Linked DNA regions of Rattus norvegicus: region 1 is linked to region 2. A link is a contact called in public Hi-C data. All regions are on one chromosome and are shown on one strand. Each heading gives the region's core, a stretch centred on a gene start, on an enhancer-like site or on the middle of the called end of the contact. The rest is flanking DNA. Distances are from core to core; before and after follow the strand shown.

Region 1 (2,700 bases), core at 150-2,649, 41 kb before region 2:
TACTGGGGACAAACTTGCAGACTGTGTCACTAGAGTAGCAACCTAGCCAGGGATATATGTAAGTTTTTACAGAGATCCTTCCCTGGGGACTTCCGGGGCATGGAGGGGAGAGTTGGAGAGTGTTGACAGGACAGCCCTGGCCTTAGAGGAGATAAGGAGTCAGAGAGGGGAGGGAGGGAGGGAGTCAGGTGCTAAGGTCAGGGGAATCTCTCTACTGACTAGCAACCAGGCACTTTGTTTATACAAGTTCCCAGAACAAAGTCTTTTAATGAGCATAAAATATTAACACCATTTACTGTATGTTTTGTCGTGTATGCTACAAGCTAGGGAAAGTTTACTTTAGTCAATCTAACTTACTGAGTGTTACTTGTTCAGGAGTGTGCCCTGTACGTACGGACCCCTTATCTTTAAACTAAATTTATAGAGAGACCTTTAAACCTATAATAAAAAGAAACCTTGAATCCATTACCTATTCTCCGGGCCAGTTAGAGTTTGTCAATTGTCTGTTTACCCTGTGTCAATTATTCTGTTTGAGTTAGTTGGGGGGACAGGAGAGGACCCTGTTGTGATAGAATTGCAAATCTCAGCACACCAAGATAGACCACACCAGGCCAATGTAGTTCCTCATAAGAGAGGTTTATTGCGCACGGGGGTGGGGGTGGGGTGGGGAGGAGGGGTAATAGAGACAAAGGGGGGAAAGAGAGAGAAGAAAGGGTGAAGGTCATGAAGGGTCTGCCTTTTATTTAGGCTGTAATGTAACCACTCTCAGGTTTGGGAGGTAAACCAAATGGACGCTGGGAAGGTATGACCATTGCCATGGCAACAGAAGCACAGGTCCCTGTCGCCTGTGTCACCATGGCTGGGTTCAGAGGTGATCTGCAAGCCGGTTCCTGTTACCAACACACCCCACGCAGGTTTCTGGAGTAACAGCCTCCTCTAGGTATGTCCTTATTGGTGCTCAGTGACCTCCAGGGCACAAAGAAGACTTCCAAACAGTGGTCAGGAAGTCCCCAAGAACGCAACACGCAGAGACCAAACCCCCAAAGCTAGAGAATGAGGGACAGCTATGGTAGCAATCTGCTCAGCTTTGCCGGAACTGTCAAGCAGCAAGGCCGCCTCCACGACTCTACAGGACAATGTTTCCAGTGGGTCCGGTTGTCCCAGATCCTGAAAGCTGAAGGGCAGATGCCTTCCTCTCGGATTTGTTTTCCTGCCTTGGAGAGAACAGGGTCCCCGGGACGTGTCTGCTGCTGCAATCGGCCAGTTTATGCGTAGATATCCTTTTGCCTGTGGCAGATGATGACTTTTTAGAAAAACAAGGATTAGCTGATAAGAGTTCCCCTCACCCCCCAAGTCAGGGGATTTCCGAGAAACTCTGGCCTTAGGTTTCGGTTTCCCAGGACAACTCTGCAGCCGTTGCTAAGGTTACTTCCAGCTGTCTCCTCTTAAGGGCCTGCTTTGGGACCTTGGCTGTCCCTTTCTGTTTAGAACACACCCACTGACCTTAAGAACCAGAATTGTTTTGTACCAGGAAAGTGAACCAAGGGGCAGGGGGACCATGATTTGACCTGGACTTTGGACTACTTGCTAAGCAACAGTATAGACTGAAAGGAATTGACCCCATTGCTTCACTTGCTCCGAGAGAGAATCATATGGATATAAAAACTATCCCACGAGGGGAGTCTTGAGGCTGTGCTCCCTGGATGCTGGGTAGACACTCTCCTATACCCATGAGACCCTCCTCCTGGAGATATTCGTGTTCTACACAGAAGCAAAGATATCTTTCCAGAGGAGTGTCTGCAGACATCTTCATGGGGACTCTTTCCCTGACTGTTGGGGGGGAGGTGCAGTAAGACTTGAAATGAGTCTTAACTACTGGGAGACACCCCGCCCCCCAAGTGAGATATGAGAATGGAGTTCAATGCAAACGCAAGACGTTTACTTTTCCTGCTTGTCGGGGTCGACCTTCAATCAGCCCCTTGTGGCCAGTGACTAGAAGGTGACCCCGAATGGCTATAAGCAGTTTTTATACTTTTTAGGGGTACAGGTTACAACAGCAACCTGTTAAGTTTACAGTTTAAACTTATTGGCTAAGCATATTGACCTTTGGACCTATTGACTAGCAAGCATATGACATGCATTCGAGCTCTATCTGGGATCGGAGGGCCAGGTGACTATCAGTACACTCTGTAGTTTTTCAAAAATGTCCCTGCTCCTCCCAAGAGCTGTGGGTGGAGAATGGAACTTGGCCTAATCTTGACCTGAGGCAGTGGGTGTAAGGTTGGCAAAAGCCCTTAGAGTCCTTCACAGGAACCCCATAATCTACCTACTTTCTACCAGGCCAAGCTTCTTAATAGCTCTTACACTTCAGTAAGAACTAGGGTCCTTCAGTGCCAGAGTCCCTGTTGAGAAACAAGGCTATGACAAGGCCTCGTGGGAGGAGGTGGAGTTAGGTCAGCTAGGGAGCAAAGCCCTCAGAGGGCCATCTAGCTAGACATACTATCCCTATTGCCAAAGCCAAGTCCATGTCTTCACTGGTCAGAAAAAAAAAAACCCAAAACCAGAAAAACCCAAGGACAGGTTGTTGGGGCCAAGTATAAAGATTAGGAAAGCCAGCAAACCAAGACGGAGGCGATCACCACAGTAAAGACCATCTGAACCCAGAAACCTCCAGCTCCCCTCAGTAATCAGAAATGACCC
Region 2 (2,700 bases), core at 44-2,543:
TTTTCTGCCCAGACTTACTAGACTTGACATTGTGATCTCTGGTTGTATCCACATTCTAGCAGAAGTTCTCAGTTTTGATTTTTTTTGGGGGGTGGAGGGGTTGAACAAATACTATTCTACTCTGCTTGAGCACCACATTCCCTGAATGAATCCACTCATTGGCTGATGGCTCTGTTCATTTCTTGGCTATCTTGAAGTGTTTGATGCATGCAGGACTGTGGGTCTCTTTTCGACAGACTTCACTTGTTTTGGATATATTCCTGGTCACAGGCATACATTCTGAGCAGATGGTAGTTCTAGTTTCTCACTCTTCAGGAATTTCCATGATGGCTGTACTTAGTTACATCCCACAACGATGTGCCAGGCTTCGTTCCCTGTCCCAACAGCCCCCTAGCCAACAGTCATGTCCGTCAGCACTGGTCAGCATTCTCACTGCAGTGAGGCCATGTCTACCTGTGGCTCTAGTTTCCATTATCCTATTGACTAGAGGCTCACTGAGCATCTTTTCTTGTACCTTTTGAGAAATGCTTATTTAGGTTTATTGCCCATTTTGTTAAAAGTGTCCTTTTGCTATCGATTTCTGAATGCTTTTTCCTGCCTAGTTAACCACATTCTGATGTGTAGTTTACAGGATTTCCTTCACTCTAAGGTCCCGGAATTTGCTCTCTAGACCAGACTGGCTTCGAACTTAAGTGATCTTCCTGCCTCCCAAGTGCTGGGACTAAAGGCATGTGCCATCACTATCTGGCTCCTATTCTGTTTTCTTATTCTTGTGTATCCTCATAGCCCTTAAGAAACTTGTTAATTTAATCTAATTAATGTTTAAGCCTATTTTGTCCGGGTCTAAAAGTTGCGTTTGAGACAGGCAGTTCCATCTTGACCAGTTCTGTGAGGTAGGAAGGCACTACCGAACCGGAGAACATGGCCCTTCAATACAGGCTTGGGTGGTTTGTAAATTAGATAAAGAAATGTTTTAAGGCTCCAGGTAGTCAGTTACTCAATAACATGCTATTGCACGCAAACCAGACCAAGATTACGCGGACACTTGCGCTCCCTAGTGTCGAGGAAACAGCTCCGAAACACTGCCAAGGCCATAAACAGGAAGCGTATCCTAGGCTACGCAGGGCACCCTAGCCCAGCCCTCCAGGTTCCGGCCCAAGTCCTGTGGGAGTGCCAATCAGATAGACGCTTCCGCACAAAGGCGGGACTTCCTTCTGCAACGCGCACGCGTGCAAGGAGCCCCGCCCCGGAACTGTGCTCCGGAACTGCAGTGCAGGAGCTGCTGCAGTTCCGGGTCGGGTTGGCGCAGGCGGTCTGGCGTGTGAGGATACTGCCGCGGTGAGTGTTCTTTGTGGATCCGGAGCTGGCAGGCCTTGGCTAGCTGCGGATGTCTCCCCATTGTCTCCGAAGCATAGTGACTCACAGGTGTCTCTACAGCCTTGGTTCCCGATGGCTCACGCCTTCTCTTAAGCATCAAGGCCCAGCAACCTCCCTTGAAGTCTCTATCGGCTATAGTGCCCGTGGGACTCTTGGAAGCGGTACAGGTCACTCCCAGCGCCCTATTTCTAGTGACGTTCCCGTTCTCTCGTCAAGGTGGGTCCGAGGTGCGGTGGGGGTCGGGGGTCGCTTTGCGTCCCATACCAGAGACTGCTGGGCGATCCTTGCCTGCGAGTCAACGTGCCTCCACACAGACGCCATGTTAAGTGATTTTTGATGTACGTCACTATTTCGTATTCTTCAATGACAACCCAGGTGGGATAAATATCTCATTATCCTCAAATTGTAGTTAAGGAAACTGAGGCACAGAGATGTTCAGCAAACACTCAGAGTTGGCAAGTCCAGGATCCAGATTTGAATCGAGTTTTACCTAATGCTCTCCACAATATTCTTTTTCATATAAAGAGGGCCAATGTGAAGCCACTTTCACTCAGATGAGTCATGCATAGAGTCATGCATAACTGCCTTCCAGACTTTAAAGACAGGGTCTTGTGTAGCCAAGGCTGGCTTTGAGCTCCTGATCTTCCTACTTCCGTTTCCGAGGGCTGGATACCCACTATATACGGTTTTACACAGTGCTGGGGCTGGAACCTAGACTTCCCGGGTTTTAACCTATCTGGCGAAGGCCAGAATAGAAATGGGACTTCTCTGGTTCTACTAGGGAAGAAAGCACAGTGCACTTGTTTTAAAAAAAAAAAAAAAACCACACTCTCTCAGACTCTTACTCCGTGTTCAAAATGACTTCTGTAGTAACTAACTGGTCAAGCATCAGCCTATCTCTTCTTACTTTCAATTATTTTGTGTACAGTTTAAAATTACATATTATTAGATAGTACCACACCCCTCTCATTTAAAAAGATTATAACACTAAATTCTGAGAGGAGTAGGGAGTGTGGTTGAAGGTTGCAACAAGTTAAGTGTTGGAGCTAGGATCAGAACCAGAGTTAGCTCATGTATCTTTTTACTCTGTTGCCTGCGTCCCATCTGTTCCAAGCCCAACTACCTATTCTGTGAGTGGGTTTCATTTTCTGCATGAGAACATCTTCTCTATGCAGGGTAAACCATCTTCATGTCCTCAACTGTTTGCAGGGTTGAGTACATTTTAGGAAAGTGTGTGTTGCCCTTGAACCTGTGCTCCACAGTCACTAACCCAAAAGAGCATTTCTTTTCAGCAACCATGAAGTTGAAGGAGACAAAATCGAA

What was found. Hi-C and Micro-C count contacts between places; a contact is called where the count stands out from the background.
Region 1: a contact with region 2 is called in a Hi-C map of liver, with 7 times the contacts expected there. The contact joins the enhancer-like site here to the promoter of Ddx24 in region 2. A contact is called at or near these places in 12 of 12 Hi-C or Micro-C datasets (the A7r5 cell line, the Rat2 cell line, Schwann cells and 7 more) and 1 of 1 datasets of contacts at active chromatin or transcription factors (oligodendrocytes).

Annotation. Positions count from the first base shown.
Region 1 is chr6:128,385,915-128,388,614 of GRCr8, reverse strand. No RefSeq gene overlaps it. Among named protein-coding and RNA genes, the nearest start is that of Ifi27l2b, 22 kb to the right of the region's middle. Within about 2 kb of position 1,399, at least 26 of the 93 cell types and tissues checked have an H3K27ac peak or open chromatin away from gene starts, as enhancers often do. A contact at or near this core is called in hepatocytes and liver, where this site is marked.
Region 2 is chr6:128,345,308-128,348,007 of GRCr8, reverse strand. Ddx24 (DEAD-box helicase 24) reads left to right here and starts at 1,293. Exons shown (of 9, transcript NM_199119.1): 1 at 1,293-1,338; 2 at 2,670-2,700. The coding sequence starts at 2,675.